Linked DNA regions of Sus scrofa: region 2 is linked to region 1. The links are chromatin contacts, called in public promoter capture Hi-C maps. All regions are on one chromosome and are shown on one strand. Each heading gives the region's core, a stretch centred on a gene start, on an enhancer-like site or on the middle of the called end of the contact. The rest is flanking DNA. Distances are from core to core; before and after follow the strand shown. Region 1 overlaps LOC106509733 (a long non-coding RNA gene). Region 2 holds the start of BCL2L11 (BCL2 like 11).

Region 1 (4,800 bases), core at 1,183-3,682:
ATGTGGCTCCACCCATTCAAGTGGCCTGATCACCACAAGCTCCACAACAAGAGGGTGCAGAGAGCAAATCCACGCAGGTGGGGGCTTTCACAGGACAAGTTAGTGGCTTCTAATTCTGCTCTTCCCTCAGCCCTGCCTTTGGAACCTCTGGGCTACCTCTGAGGCAAAACATTTCCCAGACTAAGTTTTAGAAAATTGTAAACTCCGAAAGACTTTTCTACCTGCCATCTGCAAGTTGGGTTTAACCTTAGAAAATTTATAAGACTTTTTTTTTCTCCTTTTTTTCCCTTCCAGTTTTATTGAGACGTAACTGACACACAGTGCGGTGTGTCAGGCGGACAGCAGCATGATTTGACAAACATGTTACTGAACCAGTGAGTGAACAGCCACTATCTCATGTTACAAAAGAAAAAAAGGGGAAAAAATTTTTTTTTCCTTGTGAGAAGAACTCAGGATTTACTCTCTTAACTTTTTTGTGTGTGTCTTTTTTTTTTTTTTTAAGGGCCGCACCTGTGGCATATGGAGGTTCCCAAGCTAGGGGTCAAATTGGAGCTGTAGCCACCAGCCTACACCACAGCCACAGCCACACCAGATCCAACCCGCTTCTGCGACCTACACCACAGCTCACAGCAACACCGGATCCTTAACACACTGAGCGAGGCCAGGGGTTGAACCTGCGTCCTCATGGATGCTAGTCAGATTCGTTTCCACTGAGCCACAATGGCAACTCCTCTCTTTCTTATAAAGTAGGCAATAGTGTTCATTATGTAATCACGTTGTACGTGACATCCCTCATATTTATTTGTCTTCAAACTGGAAGTGTGTACCTTTTGACCACCTTCATCCAACTTATAAAATTTTATAATTGGGAAGCCTCAAACGTTTTACTTTAAAAAGGAAAAATTAAGAGTTCCCATTGTGGCTCATCGGAAATGAACCTGATTAGTATCCATGAGGATGCTGTTTTGACCCCTGGCCTCACTCAGTGGGTTAAGGATCCGGCATTGCCATGAGCTGCAGCATAGGCCACAGAGGAGGCTCAGATCCCACGTTGCTGTGTGGCTGTGGCATAGGCCGGCAGCTGCAGCCCCAATTCAACCCCTAACCTGGGAAGTTCCATATGGTGCCGGTGAGGCCTTAAAAAGAAAAAAAAGAAAGAAAAAGCAAAAAATTGGTCCATATTACACCATATGAGGAAGATCTTTAAGACCAGAGGATGTGAGGGGAAAAAAAGGAGTTCCCTTTGTGGCTCAGTGTGTTAAGAACCCGACACAGAGTCTGGGAGGATGCAGGTTTGATCTCTGGCCTCACTCAGTGGGTTAAGGATCCGGCATTGCCATGAGCTGCAGTGTAGGTCCCACATGGCTCAGATCCCACGTTGCTGTGGCTGTGGCGTAGACTGGCAGCTGCAGCCCCAGTTCAACCCCTAGCCTGGGAAGTTCCCTAGGCCATGGGTGTGGCTGTAAAAAGAAAAAAGAAAAGATGTGACACAGGTCCTAAAACTTCCTCTTCCATTAGTGTTTATTTCACCTTGAGTATGACGCTCAGCCCCCCACCTCCAGAAATGACCTTGTGTCCCTACACTTCTTCCTCGTGGAAACATTCCAGGAGGACTCTCGTTCCCCGAAGGCAGGATGTGGCAAAAATAACATCAGCAGGTGGGATGGGGGCCGGAGTGGGGCTCCCTGCTCTACCCCTTACTTTTGTAGCCCTTTGAGCAAGTCCCTGGCCTCTCCAGGCTACAGTTTTCTCCTCCACATAACACAGAGGATCCCATCTAAAACAACCCTCTGTCTAGAAGATTGCCCAAAGTCAGGTAAGAAACTCTGCCAACAAAAAGATATGGAATCCTTGTTTGACAGCAGGCCCCACCCCCACCCCAGGGCCTTCACTTCACCTTCATCGTCACAGCCTCTCTGGCTCGCTTATATAAGTCCCTTTCCCTGCTGCTGCCGTTTCCCTCTGGGGAGCCTGGCCCATGAAAATCATGCAGAAGACCGTCAGAACTGCCAGAAAAGCAGGGCAGACAAATGCCCTCGTTTTCCAAGGAGCAGACTGTGTAAACCACAAGGGGGGGACTTGTGATGCTAATCTTTGGCAGAACTCTCAAGGGAGTTAGCAAATAGCAACTGGAGATAAAGCAGAGCTTGGTACAAAGGTCAACCTCTGGGCTGACTCAGGTCACCCTCTGCTCTCCACCTGGGTGGGGAGGGGCAGACTCCAGAGCCAGCAGCAAACAGTACACTTTTTTCAGGAATTTGAGAAGTTCTTGACATCCTGCAACAAAAACAACCTCAACATTTCCCTGAAGAGAAACCCATGGGATCTGGGGCCAGGGTGGCTTTTCTCATCCCTGAGAAATGTGCCGGGGCGATTGGCTACCCCTGGAGGAAAGACTAAAGTAGGAAAAGAAAAGATAGGGTATGTTTATGACCTTGGGCTTGGAGTGGGCACGACCGCAAGCAAACACAGATCACAAAGGCAAACAGAGAAAGAGTGATGTCAGCCTTTATCAAAATGTGAAACTTCTGATTCAAAGTCACTCATCACCAGACTCTGAGATAAAAGACAAGCAACAGAGTGGGAGAAGATATTTGCAATATCTATAGCTGTGTGTGTGCATGCGTACCTATGCAGATATGCACGCTTATACATACAAGGATAGAGCTACATATACGCAGAAAGGTAAACACATACACATAAATTTTGGATTATTATCCAGACTCTATCACGAACTATCAACCTGTAAGAAAAAAGACGAACGCCAACAACCCAATAGAAAAATGGGTAAAGGAGATGCCAGCCAGTTCACAAAGTGGGAAAGTCCAGGGGGATTCTTGCTTTATCTTTCGGGTGCAAATTATTTCCCATGAGAGCTTATTCTTCTGTGAATTTTATAAGGAAAAATAAAGAAGAGGAGTTTCAGTTGTGGCTCAGTAGTAAGGAACCCAACTAGTATCCATGAGGATATGGGTTCCATCCCTGGCCTTGCTCAGTGGGTTAAGGATCCAGCATTGCCATAAGCTGTGGTATGGGTTGCAGACGCTGCTGGGATCTGCGTTACTGTGGCTGTGGTGTAGGCCAGCAGCTGTAGCTCCGATTCAACGCCAAACCTGGGAACTTCCATATGCCTTGGGTGTGGCCCTAAAAAAATTTCAAAATAAAGAAGAAAATTACCGGAAAATGAAACCTAAACAATATGCCCTATTAGTTTGCCAACACTTAGGAAGGGAACACAATCTATAAAGCATGAGCTCTTTGGTGTGCAGCTGGGCAGCTACAGGTCAGCAAGGGTCAGAGGATGACCTGGACAGGGGATGGGGGTGGGGTGCGGATGGGAAGGGAGGCCCAGCTCCCTGTGGCTCAGTGCCTGGCAGCCCAAGTGGCCCTCAGCTGCTCCTAGGGTGGTGTAAAATATGGACTCCAAACTTAAGACCCTCTGGAGTTCCCTGATGGCTCAGTGGGTTAAGGATCTGGCGTTGTTACTGCTGTGGCACGGGTTCGATCCCTGACCTGGAACTTCCACGTGCCATGTGTGTGCCTCCCCCAGTTTAAGATTCTCTGACCAAAATTCTATCATCAATGTTCCAATACACATATGCAAGTTTTAAAAGGACTGAAGAGAATTTCCGCCCACTTCCAATGTACAGTTTAGAAAACTACATTTGAATTATTGATGTTGAAATTGCATTTAGAGAGAGGCTAGAATGAGCCTATTTTCAGACTAAAAACAAAGCATCATTATGACGGAGCATGATAATGTTTGAAAATAGAATGTGTACATGTATGTGTAACTGGGTCACCATGCTGTACAGTAGAAAAAAAATTGTATTGGGGAAATAACTATTAACAAATAATAATTTACCATAAAAAAATAAATTCAGTACCAGTCCTGTATTTTGAAAGACAAAAACAAACAAACAAAAATAAAGTATCAGCTGTTATTTCTGTTTTACCCTTTCTCTTTCTCTCTCCCTCTGTGTTTTTTTCCTTCTTTTTCCATTCACCCATTTCTTCTGTCCTTTAGCAAAGGGTTGTTTATGGACCTTCCAAGTGCCAAGTGTTGAGCTGGCTTCCGCAAAGCCATAGCCACCCTGTCCTGACTTCAGGGCTCTGCAGAGGAGAGTGAGTGCCCCAGCTAGGGATGTGAGGGACTTGGGAAAATGACATTGGTGGACACAGGGGTCTTCCTGGAGAGGGTGCTAGGTGCCCTAGAGGCCCCAGAGCAGCCTTCAGGATCCATAGCATGCAGGCCTAGGGATTCTAGCAAAAGTGTGCTGTCTTTACTGGCATCAAGACAGCCATGTTACATGTTGGTGGCCATGTGGGGTCTGTTGCCGGGATGGGTTAGGGAACGGTGAGTAAGCAGATTTAGTCACTGTGGGAATAGTCATTCTTTTTTCTTCTGAAATGCTGCTCTGCTTCTCAGAAGAGTGTGTGTCTTCACCCCACAAGTAGGGTAAGTGTTAATATTCCTCTGAATATCTTAAGCCCTCAGCTTAGACGCTGGGCTCCATCATGTTGGCCCCGAAGGCTTCAGGAGGAAGGAGACCAGTGATTCTATCCAGCTCTCCTCTTTCTCCAGTTGCCTCCTCCTTGACAGCCTCTGGCCCCCTGTCTCTCGAGAGCTTGATTGGAGAGACACGTTTTATGCCTTACAAGTACCTACTACTAGGAGGTCTTTTATAAAGGAGCCCCCATGAGAAAACCTTCCTGTCAACCCGCAGTGCTTGGCAACAAGCCAGATGGAAACATCTAGCCATGTACAGCAAGTGCAGTGAAGCTGCAGGGATTTCTTCC
Region 2 (4,264 bases), core at 1,733-4,232, 160 kb after region 1:
AGCGAAAAAAACTAGCTCTCACAGATGAACATAATATCCTCTGAACCTATCTTCAGAAAACTGGAGATGTGGAGGAAAACATGAAGACGTTTTCAGGACAAACACCTAACTGCTGTTACCCACCCCCCCAACCCCAGACAAGGATTTACTTTCTCGGTAGAACCAAGACGTGAGAACACAACTGCCACACACACTGCTCTCTACCCTGGGTCCCTCAGCAGAAAACGGTTCTGCGGATAAAGGACGCTCCGAGGAGGACCTCTTTATAACCTCGCATTTGCGCTGCCCTGGTTGAAACCAATCATAATGACTCCTTTGTGAAAAACGCATTGTGCACTAAATTATCAAAAGCTTCATTGAAGATCTTAATGGATACAGCTGAGTAAGGACTACTAAACTTGACCCGTCAAGAGGAGAGAACCCAAATTCACCAACTCATTGAACTTCAGAGGTCTCTAAGCACTGAGCAGTTTTAAGACCAGGAAAAAGAAAAAAAAAAAAAGTTATAGACTACAAAGAGTGCAAATGTTATCTTTTAATACACTGATCTCGAAGTCCTCTCCTCCTGCCAGCACTTCCCCCCTCTCCCCCCCAAAAACCAATCTCCCAAGAACTTAATACTGAAAACTTACCTTGGTGCATTAACTTCAAACTCCTTAGAACGTATCATTTAATCCTACACGTTAAACTCGAAGTTATTGCACCGATCGACTGGAATGTAGTTCATACTCTAAAATTACACCTCAGGATCCATTACTTTATACATCACAGGTAAGACCATAACTTGGCTTCATCATTTAGATTGTGATCTTTAAAGCTCTACATCTGTCATCTCAAGTAACGGTGCTTACCTTATAATTAGCTCCCAAAACAGCATGTCAACTAAAAAAAGCATGCATGCCTATCCCTATAGTTAAAAAAACACCACCTCACCTATTCTTCCTGGTTAAGAAAGGAATATTCTTGGGAAGGAGAAGCTATTTTCCATGCACTAAGCCACACAGAGGTCTGCAGGGAAAAATGATAATGGCTTCCAGAAGATCCTTAAAATATATGGAGTTTTAAACATGCACACCCCAAGGCCCCGTTCACTCATTTAGTAACTCATTTTCCAATGAGCAAGTGCTCATAAAGTCAAGAGCATTTTCAAGGGCAGAAAAACCAGCACCCCAACCTTCTAAGGCTGAAAAGAGCTCAGGAACAGCAACAGCAATACCTAGAGTAACAGTAATAATAAAACGTTCAGCGCTTTTTCCCGAAGGAGGGGTGCTGATAAAGTGTCATTCAGCATTGAGCAGGAGATGCAGAGCCATCATGTATAGCAGTGGGTGCTTCTGACATCTGTCTGCCACTCCCCAGGTACGCCCCACTTCTGACCGACAACCAAAGTTCTGAGGTTCTTTCTAACTCTGCAACAGGGGGACAGAGGTGTACAGTCCACCCTGTGGATGGTTATGAAGACAGAGCCGTGTGGTATTTGCAAATGCAAGACTCGCCATCATGTTCCAACAGGTAACTGTCTACACTGATGATTTTAATCAGCCTTTGGCTTAAGTGCCATCTATGTTTCAATGCAATCCATGCTGGATTTCTTAACTGACGATGCTGCCAACGTGCTTGCACCTCCTGCAGGGAGGGCTAACCTGGACAAACGGTAAAGGAGATTCTGGCGATCAAGACATGAACCTTTTCCTCTCCTGGGGAACGGTGATTTGAACTGGCACACGCGCCCAGGATCTCAAAGCCGCATGCTGGAGGCTCAGGGGTCACATCAAGCCCATGGATGTTTTCATTTGGCTTGTATGGTGCTTTCAAAGTTCTAAATGACTTGGCCAGTGCTTAAACATCAGATTTGACATCAAAATCTGTACTCTCAGATTATGTGGCACTAGAGGAAGACCTACCACCTTGAGACCACACACCCTCACAGCCACACCCCGGGCAGTCTGAAAGGACAAGGGCAAATGTTCTCCAATCTGCCACAACTTTCGCCCATGGGACAGCCAGATTTTTCTGGGTATTTAGGTTTGCCACTCCTCCCCAAGACTCTAAAACTGTGAAACAAAACCCCACAATCTAATCTTATTAGCACTAGGTCCAAAAGCTCAGAGCAAACAAAACAAGCTTAAAGAGAAATATGAGTAGAAAACAAACTATTTTCATGGTTCTATGGTGGTAATGCCTATACGAACTAGGTCATCTTTTTAAAATGTCATTTTTGAAAATGATGTAACTTGTGTCATCCCTTTCTCCACACATTCAGTTATTAAGCTGTAACAGACTGAGTCCCTTTCAAGCAGGACATCATTAATGAGTGAATCCTAGTGCTTAGGATGAATTGCCACAGATAGATACTTTAAAGAAGGCATCAGAGGTTCAGGATATACTCATTATATATCCGCTCAAAGGACCCCCACTTACTGCTGCACAACTTTTTAAAATGTTGCCTGGATATTTTACTTGGTATAGGCTCCACTCCCCACAAAACATGGCATCAAATCAGCCAACGGAGTCTAGGAAGGGGCTTTGAATGCTACACAGCCTCTGGACAGATACGCAGACAACCACACCTCTGCTGCCACCACCCCGGATATTGCTTACCCATCGCACTGAGATAATGGTTGAAGGCTTGGCAAGGAGGACTTGGGGTTTGTGTTGATTTGTCACAACTCATGGGTGCTGGGCTCCTGTCTGTGTCAAAAGAGAAATACCCACTGGAGGATCGAGACAGCAGGGAGGATCTTCTCACGAAGATGAAAAGCGGGGATCTGGTAGCAAAGGGGCCAGGGCTGGTCGGTGGGGCCAGTGGGCCCTGGGGGCTGCCTTGGGGGCAGCGGTCCCCTTCTCCTTCCGGATTACCTTGCCGCTCTGTTTGTAGAGAGGTGGGGGCCCCAGGCCTGAGCTGAGGAGGCCTTTCCGCAGGCTGCAACTGTCCACCTTCTCTGTCACACTCAGAACTTACATCGGAAGGTTGCTTTGCCATTTGGTCTTTTTTTCTGCAAGTAAAATTAAAACTAGGATTATCTTAAGCAAAATAATAATTATAGCAAATACGTGAATGAGCAAACTTTCACCTATTCGTTAAAAATCCTCAGCATTAATACCAAATACTTTAACATGAAGTCAACATTTAAAGAGAAACAGTTCTCAATACTATCTTCCAAATAAGGATAAAAATACACCTAAATAACAAAGGTATCATTATCTTTGTTGGGGAGTTGAGAGAAGACTAAACTTCTTGCCGCCAAACAAAACACAGCAACAATGTCAATTACTTGTGGAATTGATGCTCTAACACACACACACGTTTTAGGACAGGCCGCTTGTTTGAGGTCTGTTCACATGTGCTCTTTGCTCAGGGCCGACTAGAGTAAGTCAGAAACTCCCAGCAGGCTCTGATTTCCCGGGATCAGATACAGCGCTGGAGCCCAGGAGCGGGCGCAGATGCAGCGATTGCAGGCGGCTGGCTGCGTTCCCCGCTCCGGCCCCATTGTTCTGCCCAAAAGTGCTGAGGACAGCAAGTCTGAGGAAGGTTTGGCAAGGGCCGTCAGTCGTAGTAAGTGCGTCACAATAGAGTTTGTAACTCAGCGCCGAACTGTTGGGCTCCTGAGCTCTCCGTCCGCGGTCCCTCCCGCTCCCGGCCCGTGCGCCCCTCCTCCTGCGGGGAAGGGGGAGGGCAGCGCGCCGCGCTGAACCCGACAGAACTTCTCCGAAATACACTCACACTGTTAGGTGCACACCTACAAACGGGAGGGGGGGGGTCCCCGAAAGCGTTCCCGGGCGCCCCCTGCAAAGTCCACAAGTAACTCCACCCGCCAGGCGGCATCGGGGCGCGCGGGTCCCGCACCCCAAAGACCCTCCCTTCCCAAGGCAGTCAGGCCAAAACTCACGTCCGCCCCTTCCCTTCGGAGCGTCGTGTCCGGGCCCGGGCTCCTCGGCGCGCGGTCCGCGCCCTACGCCGGTTCGGAACCCCCCGACCGTCACCACGAAGGCAGCGCGGGAGACAAAGCCCAGGACTCGCGCTGGGAGACGCCGGGACCGCGCAAAGCTTGCAACTCGCCGCTCTCCCGCCACCGCGCTCCACCGGGCAGCCGAGGGCTCCACGCGCCGCGCCTCTTGCCCGCGCTGCCCCGGCCGCCGCTGCCGCCGGGAACATCCTCCGCCTCCTCCCGCTCCTCCCCTTGCGCACTGCGCCCGCCGCCGCCGGCACCGCCGACCTCCCCGCGCCGCCGGCTCCGGGTGCCCGCGCTCCCAATTGGCCCTC

The links. Promoter capture Hi-C pulls out the DNA fragments that hold promoters and counts their contacts.
Region 2: a promoter capture Hi-C map of fetal liver shows a contact between it and region 1, with 5 times the contacts expected there. The contact joins the promoter of BCL2L11 here to the enhancer-like site in region 1. A contact is called at or near these places in 3 of 5 promoter capture datasets (fetal liver and liver), 7 of 47 Hi-C or Micro-C datasets (embryonic fibroblasts, fetal heart ventricle, fibroblasts and 3 more) and 1 of 2 datasets of contacts at active chromatin or transcription factors (alveolar macrophages).

The regions. Positions count from the first base shown.
Region 1 is chr3:45,034,034-45,038,833 of Sscrofa11.1, forward strand. All of the region lies in intron 4 of LOC106509733 (a long non-coding RNA gene), which reads left to right. Among named protein-coding and RNA genes, the nearest start is that of BCL2L11, 160 kb to the right of the region's middle. Within about 2 kb of position 2,433, at least 19 of the 83 cell types and tissues checked have an H3K27ac peak or open chromatin away from gene starts, as enhancers often do. A contact at or near this core is called in fetal liver and liver, where this site is marked.
Region 2 is chr3:45,195,298-45,199,561 of Sscrofa11.1, forward strand. It overlaps BCL2L11 (BCL2 like 11), which reads right to left and starts at 2,983. Exons shown (of 2, transcript NM_001252194.1): 1 at 2,602-2,983. The coding sequence starts at 2,983.